Linked DNA regions of Oryctolagus cuniculus: region 2 is linked to region 1. A link is a contact called in public Hi-C data. All regions are on one chromosome and are shown on one strand. The core of a region is the stretch at or near the end of the contact, and the rest is flanking DNA. Distances in the headings are between cores, read along the strand shown.

Region 1 (5,962 bases), core at 736-3,235:
TCTTCAGCACAAATGCCCCCCCTCTTTCTTCAAATGTGTCTGCAGAGATGCTGGAGGGCCTTTCTCAGAGCAGGAGAGGAGGGCTGACCTCTTGGACTCTTCGCAGGGCTGCTGCTTTGGCCACCGTCTGTGGCACACGTGCCCACTGGGCTTAGGAAAGAAGGGGCAGAGGTTGAAAGTCCTTTGAGCTGCCTTGGGCAGACCCCGGGGGCCCTCTTGGCTGTGGGGTGGAAGGTGGTGGAGAGGTCTTAGACATGGCGAGGGGTGTTACAGTTAGGTCTGCTCTGCATGGGGGTGGGAGTCATTTCAACAATGAGCTGGGAGCTGCTAGGTCCAGGCCTTTGCATAAGGCCTGACTTAAGAACAGTGGTTCTCATCTCAGGGTGGTTTGGCCTCCCAGATGCCACTGGGCAATGCAGGAAGGCAGTTTTCGCCCTGTTTGGGAGGGTGCCTCTGACACACAGTGGCTGGAGGCCAGGGGTGCTGCTCAGCTTCCTACAATGGCCAGCACTGGTCTGGATGTTAGAAGTGCAGAGGTTGGGAGACCTTGACTTTGGAGAATGTTCCAGACCCTGGGTTTCGATGAGTGTGGCCTTCCCAGAAGCTCCAGCATAGGACTACACGTGAGTCACCTTTCACTCCTTAAACCAGAGAACCTGTGATGACAGCCATGGTGGAGAGCAGCTGTCTTAACCCAAGCCTTGGGGCAGGCAGGCAAGCCTCCTCCCTGAAGGGCAGAGTCAGGTGAGCCTCTGAGTGTTACAGGCTCCAACCCACGGAGTGGAAGCTTCTGGAAGTGCTGTAGGTGAGCGTGCTGTGCCAGCAGGACCCCAGGGACCTTGCCTTTTTCTAATTATTTTGTGAACCCTGGAAGTGGCACGGAGGTCTCCAGATGGTTTTCCTGCTGCTGTGGTCAGGGAGAAGCAGAGGGGAAGCCAGGGGCTCGCTCAAGTCCAAAGGGCTTGGGGGAAGGCAAGTTAGAGGCTCCCATTTTGTCTCTCTCATTTGGCTTCCAGGTGGCTGGGAAGGTGGAAGGAAAGACCTTCTGTGGCCCCAAGCAACTGGGAAGGAAGGGACTTTATTTATTCGAAAGACAGAGAGATAGAGATAGAGAGAGGGGGAGATCTTCTATCTACTGATTCACTCTCCAAATGCCTGCAATGGCCAGGGCTGGTTCAGGCTGAAACCAGGAGCTGGAACTCAGTCTGGATCCCCCACACAGGGGGCAGGGCCCCAACCACTTGAGCCATCCCTTGCTGTCTCCCAGAGCCAGCATCAGCAGGAAGCTGGATTCAGAAGCAGACCTGGGGCTCAAACCAGGCATTCCAGGATGGGAGGCAGGTGCCCCAAGCAGCATCTTAACCGCCCTGCCAAATGCTCACCACAGGAAAGGACTTATAGCCACCTGTTCTCCTGTGCTCCCAGTGTCGGCAGGGAGGGTGGGGTAGGGAGCTTGAAACGTCTCACTCGGGTCTACGTGTGGAGAAGCCTATGCAGCAATGGCAACAGGACTGAGAAGGGCTGCGCCTGCCTCTGCTGGGCAGCACCTGCAGGAGGCGTCGAAGTTCAGTTTTAAGGAGGTGGGTGGTTGCTGGCATTGGACCCCTTGGGTCTGTTTTGCAGGTTCATCCACCTCGGAGCTTCCCAGGCCTTTTCCCTTCTGCCTCTGCCCTGTACCTCCAGTGTCTCTGTAGAGGTCACAGGCTGACTGCACAGGTGGTCCCGGTTGCACGATGGTGACCTTGTGCAGACGTAGCATATGGAGGAAATCTGCATGGCAATATAGGGCGATTCGGTGTCCTCTTCTGGGCCCCTGGTAGGCAGCTGAGCAGGGAATGCTGCACCCTTCTCCTGGGGCCCCTGGATCTGCACGCTTCCGGCCTCAGTGAGTGGCGGGGGGGAGGGCGGGGGGCAGATGTGTGAGGAGGGTTTGGCACTGTGGCTGGGTCTGATTAGATGTGGTAGAACAGGTCTCCTGCCCAGCCCAGAGGCAAACTCTAAATCTTCCTGCCCCTGCCCCTGCAGGACTAGAACTTAATCTGCTCTTGCTTCATTTACTGTAAAACCCAGGCTGCTTAGCACCCTCGGGGGAATAGTTGTTGTAGAAAGAAGAATTTCCCAGATTTCAGAAGATTTCTGCATTTCATAAATGGCTCAAGTTTGGTTTTTCTGAAGTTTAATAATTTCAGGTAGAAAAAAATTTCATGCTGGATACTTGGCGTTTTAACCCCACGCTGCACCGAGATCCCAAGGTCACCATCATCAATACAGTTCTTTTTAAATTTTTTTTTAATTTTATTTATTTATTTTTTTGACAGGCAGAGTGGACAGTGAGAGAGAGAGAGACAGAGAGAAAGGTCTTCCTTTTTGCTGTTGGTTCACCCTCCAATGGCTGCTGCGGCCGGTGTATCGCGCTGATCTGAAGCCAGGAGCCAGGTGTTTTTCCTGGTCTCCCATGGGGTGCAGGGCCCAAGCACTTGGGCCATCCTCCACTGCACTCCCAGGCCATAGCAGAGAGCTGTCCTGGAAGAGGGGCAACCGGGACAGAATCCGGCACCCCGACCTGGACTAGAACCCGGTGTGCCGGCGCCGCAAGGCGGAGGATTAACCTATTGAGCCACAGCGCCGTCCATCAATACAGTTCTTGTTTGGGGCTGTGCCATGGTGGCGGTGCTCAGGGCACATGGACCGTGGATGGGTGCAGAGTTGTTTGCTGAGTAGGAAATGGCCCCAGAGTCCCCGTGTCTGCTTGTTTTAGTGTCTTCTTTCCTCTCTGCCCTTTCACACTTCTTGTCACTGTCCCTGTGCACTCCTTCTTGCTCTTTTCATCTTCTTGATTTGATCATGCAGTGGCCTTGGATGCCAGAAACCTGGCTGGAGCAATACTTTGGGGAACTGTCAGGGTTCTTCAGGCATCTTTCAACTTCCAAATGCTCACAGACTTGTTTCCCTTTGGTCCGGTTCCACGTGGCCGAGGTTGCAGATCCCTGAGGCCACTGAAGTCAGGTGGACACAGAATTTCTGGGTTCCTAGTCACATGTACCTACAGCCTACTCCGAATGGTTCTATGCACAGAGAACTCTTAAGTCTAACAGCTCGCAGTTAGGAAGCAGAGGCTCAGAGAAGTTATGTGCAGGGAAACACGACTGAGAGAGAAAGGGACAGAGCTGAGGTTTAACTTCAGTGCTCTGCGAAGACCCCGAGCTGGGCTCTGAAGCAAGGCTGCTGTGGCTACTGAGAGCTCACCAGGTGTCAGGCCCAGGGCGAGGGGTGTGGCACACCTGTTGGATGCTGCTGGCTGCCAGGAAATGCACTGGTCAGAAGATATTGCTGTAGCACCAGTCCCCGGTGCTGTACCTGGCATGGAAGTAATGCTTTCTTCCTTAGCGGTGTATGAACCCCACACAATTCACAACAACCCAGAGAGGGTGTCATAGCTCCTGTCGCACAGGTAAAGGCTGGGCCTTTCCACCTTCTCAGTACCCTGGAGTGTGACCATGGGAGCCCACCACGCTGGGTCTGAATTCCTATGGGACCACCAAGTAACCTCGAATGCTTGTGTAGAAATAGTTTAATGGAACAGGCATTTTAGCCGATTAAGTTAGGGTGCTTGCATCCTTGGTAGCTGGATTTGATACCTGACTCTGGCTGCCTGTTGGTGTGGACCCTGGGAGGGGTGGGCTGGGAGTCTAGGACTCTCTCTGCTCTGCTGTGTCTCCCAGAGGCCAAGGCAGCACTGTTTGATTCCAGAGCTCCCTGGGACTCATCTCCTCGGTTACAGCTCTACCGTGATTCTGTTCCTTTCCCCCTTGATGAAGCTTCGTACCCTGTGTTAAGCTGAAACGATCAAGTGCAGGCAGTTGTAGTTCCCGTCTCCAGGGCTCCGTGTGATAGGGTTGGGGCAGAACTCACAGACGAACTTGGAAGCAAGTAAGAGTCCAAGAGGTGGTACCCTGGCACCCAGGAACAAAGCACTGTGGGAACTCTGCTGTGGGGAAGATTGGCAAGTGAAGAGAGACAGCAGGGGAGAGCTGGAGACGGTGGGGTCTGGGTGACCTTGTGGCTTCCTGCCTCTCACTCCCTCACCTGACTTGTGGTAGCCCAGTGATTTCTGGGGAATGAGTTTTTAAAAACTCACCTAATCTGCACCTTTCATACCAAAAGTGATGAAGAACTTGAACTGAGGGTTAGTGCTCGATGGAGCCCTAGACAGGACTTAATCCCATTCCTTGTTAGGAGCCTCACCAGGTGCATTCAGCCTGTAGGCCTTGTAGGATGGGGGCAGAATGACAGGATGGAAGCACCCTTGTCACTTTTCTGGAGCTCAAGTCCTGGATCCATTACCTGGCAGATCGGTGACCTCGTCAAGTAATTGGCCTCTGTGAGCTAAGAGCACCTCCCTAAGAGGTACTGGGGAGCTGAAGTTGATAATCCACGTGCATTCCTGAGTGTGGGTCTGGGTGGGTGGGCATTGCCATCTTGGGCATTGGTAGGGCTCCAGGGGGTCCTTGGAGAGCCCACGCCCCTGGGGAGCCAGACCTGGAGCTCTTCCTCTCTTGTCTCTGCAGACAACGCCGATGACCACTCTGAAGGCACCCTGGTAGAGAACAACGTGGACGGGACCATGAATGTGTTGGGAGTTGGGGTTGGTGTGGGCCGGAAGGCCCTCAAGACGGGCATGAAGGAGCTGGCCGTGTTCCGAGAGAAGATTGCTGAGCAACACCGGCAACTGGGCAAAGGTGGCAAGCACCACCTCGGTCTGGAGGAGCCCAAGAAGCTGTGGCCGCTGTCTGCTAGGGTCAGTGGGGTCTTGCTCCGTTGGGGTGGGTGGGCATGACAAGGGAGTGTCGTGGAAGCCAGAGGACATCCCCGTGAGAGTGGCTTCCTGTGTCACCTCGACAAAGCCCTCTTCTTTCTAGTGCTGGCATATTCAGTGGCCTTTGGGCCTGTCAGTATGTCTGGCTGTGAAATGGACTAGATATACGGTTGACGGAAGCTCCCTCCTTCTTTTTTTATTTTTTTATTATTATTATTATTTTTTTTTTGACAGGCAGAGTGGACTGTGAGAGAGAGAGAGAGAGAGAGACAGAGAGAAAGGTCTTCCTTTGCCGTTGGTTCACCCTCCAATGGCCGCTGTGGCCGGCGCGCTGTGGCCAGCGCACCGTGCTGATCCGAAGGCAGGAGCCAGGTGCTTCTCCTGGTCTCCCATGGGGTGCAGGACCCAAGCACTTGGGCCATCCTCCACTGCACTCCCTGGCCACAGCAGAGAGCTGGCCTGGAAGAGGGGCAACCGGGACAGAATCCGGCGCCCCGACCTGGACTAGAACCCGGTGTGCCGGCGCCGCAAGGCGGAGGATTAGCCTAGTGAGCTGCGGCGCCGGCCACTCCTTTCTTCTAACACCTACACATTTCTGTCTGTACTTAGGACATAGGTGGACAGCATGCATCCTGGGGAACCTGCTGGAACTTGCTCACTCTTGTTGTGATGTGCTGCCCTCACTGAGCTGCCCATTTCCTTTCTCCTGCTCAACTCTGCTTTCTTGAGCCTTGGGTTTAGGGAAGGGAAGGGAGCTTTGGGCCATGGTTGTCTGTAGGTACCCTGGAGACAACCACCTGCATTCAGTATTCGCCCATGCCGAGCCCATTTTGGCCCATCAAGGCCACCATCACAAACCAAGAATTGAAATCATCCATGTTCCTTTCTTTAGGGGGTAGGTTGAGCAAGGATTGGCCATGATAGGGAGGTCACTGGGCTTTGTGTCCCTGCTCCCAGCTGTGTGGCCATGGGAAAGTCTCTTTCCTTACCTCTCTTTTCTTACCTGGGCTGCATCCAGGCCAGGCTGAGTGGGCCCCTCGTTCTCACTTCCCACATGCTCTGTGCCCGCAGACCCTCTGCCAGCAGGAATTGGACCAAGTTCTAGAGCGGATCTCCACCATGCGCCTTCCTGATGATCGGGGCCCC
Region 2 (5,773 bases), core at 928-3,427, 140 kb before region 1:
ATCACCCGTGAAGTATGGTTTCTGCAAATGTGTGTGACTTCTGCACCATCATAAAGTGGCAACATTGTGAAGTTGAACCCTTGCACATCTGGAATCCTTTGTCCTTTGGTGATGACACAAATTGTATGGCCACTCATTGCCCCAGCAGCACTCGAAGTACAGAGGCTCTTCCTGGAACCACAGAAAAGAAGACCGGGATGGACTGCAGCGCTCACTTGCCAGCAGGCTGCAGACCTTGGGATGCTGGCAGCATGGTCCTGTCCATGTTCCAGGGCCTCGGAACGAGGGAAGCCAAGGGTGGAATTCTCAGCTGGAGGCTGAAAGCCAGGGGACCAGTAAGGGGCGGATGCTGCAAGCCCTGGATTCTAAACACCAGCAACTGATGTCCAAGGTGGGAATCAGTGTGTCCCAGCCTTCTCAGATGGGGGTGGCGGGGTGGGGGAGTGGGGCAGGGAGCCAGCACAATTCACTTTCTGTATTTATTCTTTTGAGACCTCCAGCCAACTGCAACTGATGGTCTTCCTACCTAATCCACTCTGACCCACCTGCTAATCTCATTTGAAAACACCCTCACAAATGCATCCAAAAGAATGCTTTGCCAGGTTTCTAGGCACTCCTTAATCCAGTCAAGCTGATGCTATAAAATTAACCATCACAAGAGAACACATGCAGAATTATTTGAGGTAATTCATTTTAAGCTGTGTGAACTGAACCTACTTGTGGCCAGAATTCTACTGAAAACATAGCCAGGTATTCCCACAATGCCTTTCAGCCGTCATGGTCTTTCCTGGCCCTTAAATCATGGATTCTCGTACACTCTTATTCTAAGAGTCTTTTTTATTTTTAGAGATATATTTATTTATTTGAAAGGCAGAGTTACACAGAGAGGGATCTTCCATCCTTTGCTTCACTTCCCAAGTGGCCTCAACAGCCAGGGCTAGACCAGGCTGAAGCCAGGAACCAGGAGTTTCATCTAAGTACTTGGGCCATTTTCTGCTGTTTTCCCAGGTGCATTAGCAGGGAGCTGGATAGAGAGCAGAGCAGCCAGGACACCAGCAGGTGCCCACCTGGGATGCCAGCATTGCAGCAGTGGCTTAATCCACTAGGCCACAATGCTGGCCCCTGAAATAGTTCTCTGAGCATCTTCTCTTCTGTCCTAGCCATCTGGCAGGGTAACTTTCTAGTCAGCTCTCTGAATCCCTGCACTCCTCTTCTGTGACTCAACCAACCGCGGACTGAAAATATTGAGAGAGGAAACACTGCAGTCTTTGTTTCCCCCCGTGACTATTTGCATAGCACGTACATTGTACTGGGAGTTATAAATCACCCAGAGATGATGTAACGTGCACAAGAGGATGTATATAGGTGAGTGCAAATACTACACTATTTTATAGAAGGGACTTCACCATCCTCGGACTTTGGTACCCAAGGAGGTCCTGGAACCGATTACCAATTACCACCCCTCCACCCCCCAAGGAGTGGCTGTGATGTCATTTGCCTGGCAAGAAGCCTGGCTGTCCTCTGCTGCCCCTGGAAGGGTGGACAATAGATTGTGGTTAGACAATAGAGTGTGGCGAGCCCTTGGCGTGGAGCCTGGAGCAGGAACCTGCCTGACAGCCTAGGGTGATGCGGGGGGCGGGTGGGGGGCAGCTGGTGAGAACCGGGGGCCCCAGAGAGCGGCTGCAAAACGGAACTTGACCGTGATGTGGACCCCTCCCCAGCCTTCGACTCTGGGACTTCGCTTAGCGAACCGCAGGCCCTCCCCCGTTAAGCCCAGGGGACACCTGCCTTTCCCTGGAAAACTTGGAGCTCGTGAATGCGGTTACACGACCGTCTCCCGGCTGCCCTGCAACTTGTTCCGATCTTGTCACCACTAACGCCAGCATCCCGCACAGGGGCAGCTGCTCCCAGAAAGGATACGACATGGGGAAAGCAATGAGATTTGGAGTCACAAATGTTAAGATTTAAGCACTTCTCTAAGCCACCTGACAGCAGGCAAGCCACTTAAGATCTGACTCCGGTTCCTTGACCTCAAAATGAAGAAAATGGTACTGCTCGGCAAGATTTTGAGGTAAGCGCAACACAATGTGGCTGCGCTGCCCGCTTGGGTTCCCCGTCGCTACAGTTTTTGAAGCGGGGCGGCTACGCCAAACATTTCCCGGCAGGCAGCGGGGAAACCTCCAGACCATAGAGATCGGTTCCTAGATAGGCCTCCCCGCGCCACTTCCGCTTGCCGGCCTAAAATCGCGCCTGCGCGCGACTTCTCTTCCTCTCTGGGCTTGGACCTAGGTGGCGGCGCTATGGTGAGAATCCTGTCTCTTGCGGCCTGGATCGCTATCCCCCGGCATCTGCTCCTTGCTGGGCTCTTTCGCCCTCATTGGCCTCTGCTGGTCTGCCCTGTCCCATGCCCTCCCCGGAGTCCGGGGGTGCTGTCCCAGGCGAAGGGGCGGGGGCGGCCGGGGCCACCCAGGCCGGATTAATATGGGGCCGGCACTGGGCGCTGGTTTTACCAGGTTGATGTGCGGCAGTCCAGGTCATGGCGGGGTTGAGGTGGAGGGGCGTTGTGTGGGGGTGCTGGAACCTGGATCGCACCCCTGAATGTCGCTGGTTTGTCTGGCTCCTCACTTTGAACAGGCGAAACGCACCAAGAAGGTCGGGATCGTGGGTAAATACGGGACCCGCTATGGCGCCTCCCTCCGGAAGATGGTGAAGAAGATTGAGATCAGCCAGCATGCCAAGTACACTTGCTCCTTCTGCGGCAAAGTAAGGGGGTCTCTCGGGGGGCGGGGGGCAGGGGGCGGCCTCCGCCGGAGGCAGCTTGGGAACGGTGAGCGGTTAGAATTGCGGGTGCGGATGACTGTCAGTTGTGAGAGTGTCTCATTTAGAGGGGGAAAAAGGATAGCCTTGCGCCCCAAACATGTTTGGGAAGTGAATCGGTGTTGTCGGGTGGGTGCCAAGCCCCAGAGGTCTGTGCGTGGATCTGAAGGGCATCCTGCGTGTTGAGTAAGTGGAGGCTCGCTGTGGGCGCGAGTGCTGCCTCGTAGCAGTCAGTGGTTTCGGGGAGGGGTCTTTGATTCACTAGGATTGCAAGTTTCGCACTGGTGAGCTAAAGGGGTTTGGGAGCTTACCATACCCGCGTAAAACAGCACGAGGTTGGGTTGTCTCTGGAGGTTGGGGCTCCCGAAAGCCTCGAAGGCTTGATTGACGGTGACAATTACTTCTCCCCGAGTAGACCAAGATGAAGAGACGAGCCGTGGGGATCTGGCACTGTGGCTCCTGCATGAAAACAGTGGCTGGTGGTGCCTGGACATACAAGTGAGTCCGTTTCTGGCGTTGGGATAATATGGGCCACGAAGGGGCGGTGTCGGGATTGGCTGGGTGGGCCACTTTAACTTGCACAGGACTGAGAAAGTGGGGATGCCTTTAGTGTCTTAGGGGCTTTTAGAATTTCAGGTTATTTTCAGTTACTCTAACAAAACCCGGCATTGGGGTCATGGTCCGTTGTGGGGCTGAATCTTTACTGAACCTTGGCTTGCGCTGGGAATTGGTTTAAAAGCTGTAATTAGGAACTTGAGGCCGTTGGGGTCCCCACACCTTTGTGTTGTGGGGACCTCTTCAGCTTTGTGACCTGACAGCCGAGTGACATCACTCAGATGAGGCCGCCTCCGTGTCTGCTGGTTGTCACTGTTTTGACTCTTAAGCTTGCCCATTTCTAGAAATTGAAGGCCTCTTAGAAGTGTCAGCTGACTTGAAGTCTAGGGGTCTGAGGCTTCCCTTACCCAGTTCCCAGACCCACTTTATCTTACTCGCTTTAGAAAGGCACCGACAAGCAGAAATCTGGCGCCCACTGGTAGATCACTCCCCAGATGCTGGTAACGGCCAGATCTGGACCAGGCAAAAACCAGGAGCTGGGAACTCAATCCCGGTTTCCTGTGTGGAGGGCAGGGTCCCAACAACTTGAGTCCAGGTGCTGTGATAATGGAATGTGGTGTCCCCAAAGGGGTGCTTCACCACTTGGCCAAACACCTGCTCCTGAATAATAACTGCAATTAAATGTTTGGCTTAATTACATCAAATTGTCAATAGAGCAATCTGTATCTTGGTATAATTTTTCTTTTAGGAGAAGTTTTCAGAGATCCTAATACAAGCTTGTAACATTAAGATGGGGCAGGTTTGCTTATTTGCCGTTTTACATTAACATGATTAATTATGTTGGAAACTGGATTTGTCTTAACAGCACCACTTCTGCCGTCACAGTGAAGTCTGCGATCAGAAGACTGAAAGAATTGAAAGACCAGTAGAGGTGCCATATGAGACATCAGCAGCCTATAATAAATGGGTTAATTTATATAACAAAATCGCCTTGGTTGTTTTAATCAAATGATGTGATTTACATTGTGTTAGTGCTGATGTGGGTTACAATCCAATCTTTTCAAAAGTCAGTGGAGACAATAAAGCCATGAGAATATATGAGCCTTACAGGTTAGGTGTGTGTCTTGGGCTTTCTTATCATTCTGTTCTTGCTAGGTTGACTTTTGAGATGATTTGTAAGATTGGTTTATTTATTTGAGTTATATACAGAGAGGTCTAAGTGGAGCAGCTGGGACTCGAACCGGTGCCCATGTGGGGTGCCAGTGCTTCAGGTGATGGCTTTACCCAATAGGCCATAGCGCTGTTTTGTCATCTTCAGAAAACAGATAATTGGAATTTTACAGCATATTTTGCACATAAAGATTAACAGGATAGAAATTCAATTTAATATAGATGGCTACTTAAATGAAATTCTTTGGAGGGATTAATTGGTTAAAGTTACATCCTTTTTTAGGCACTTTTTATTCAGTTCACTAATTCTGATTTGCCTGTTAAGCTTTTCTCAACCATGCTTATGTACACATTTGTGATCTGGACTTAGGGTCAGCAATGTCAATGTCTGTGCTTTATCCACACCAAAAAAGGCAAGTTAATACAAACAGGTTTCCTTTACCATTAGGGGTTATATAAAAACCTTTGGCTCCTTGTGGGCTGTCCCCTATCTGCCCGTTACTGATTTTAGATTATACAAAGGCCCTTGCAAACATTGTCCAGCACTTAATCTGTTGCAGACATCACCACAAGCAGATAGCCAGACTTATTTATTTGAAAGGCAGAGTACCAGCTCCAGCCATTGCAGCCATTTGTGGAGTGAATCTGTGGATGGAAGATCTCCCTGTTACCTCTCTAGCTCTGACTTTCAAATAAATCTAAAAGCCACCAACTTCTTGGCAAAACTGCCTGGATATTTGTGTAGTTTGTGCAATGGCTGGTGGTAGAGTGTCCAGGGGATCTTCAAAAGGCTCATGGAGGGGCTAGTGCTGCAGCTTAGCTGGTTAGCCTGTTTATATGGAAATCTTAAAACATTCTTGATTGTTGTGGGCCCATTGTATCACTGAGCTAGCAGACATGAAAGGTAGTCACCTTTACCACCAGCCCTGGATTATCTGCCTTGTGTAGACTGTAACCATTGTTTCCCTTGACCTGCGACTTCTCGGTGGGTGCAGTAAATTGGAGATAACCAATAGTTCTGGCAGATGAGAAAGAGGGGGGTCATTGAGAGTAGCTGTGGGTAGACTTAAAAGGAGGCTACTGCTCCATCAGTGTACTTTCTGAGGCCTAGTAACCCTACTCCACTTGTGGCTCAGGCTAGTGGATAAGTCTCCCACTCATCCTGGAGAGCTTCTCTTGATTTCTCTCCTTTACGGTGTTGTATGTAGCCCTTTTGTTAACCGCCCCTTGG

The links. A called contact is a pair of places that touch in the nucleus more often than the background predicts.
Region 2: a Hi-C map of embryonic fibroblasts shows a contact between it and region 1, with 2.7 times the contacts expected there. The contact joins the promoter of RPL37A here to the enhancer-like site in region 1. A contact is called at or near these places in 5 of 6 Hi-C or Micro-C datasets (embryonic fibroblasts, liver, psoas muscle and 2 more).

The regions. Positions count from the first base shown.
Region 1 is chr3:22,635,249-22,641,210 of mOryCun1.1, reverse strand. It overlaps IGFBP2 (insulin like growth factor binding protein 2), which reads left to right. Exons shown (of 4, transcript XM_002712467.5): 2 at 4,569-4,798; 3 at 5,888-5,962. Among named protein-coding and RNA genes, the nearest start is that of IGFBP2, 20 kb to the left of the region's middle. Within about 2 kb of position 1,985, at least 1 of the 8 cell types and tissues checked has an H3K27ac peak or open chromatin away from gene starts, as enhancers often do.
Region 2 is chr3:22,779,527-22,785,299 of mOryCun1.1, reverse strand. RPL37A (ribosomal protein L37a) reads left to right here and starts at 2,177. Exons shown (of 4, transcript XM_002712466.5): 1 at 2,177-2,303; 2 at 2,635-2,763; 3 at 3,233-3,315; 4 at 4,238-4,479. The coding sequence starts at 2,301. The coding sequence ends at 4,301.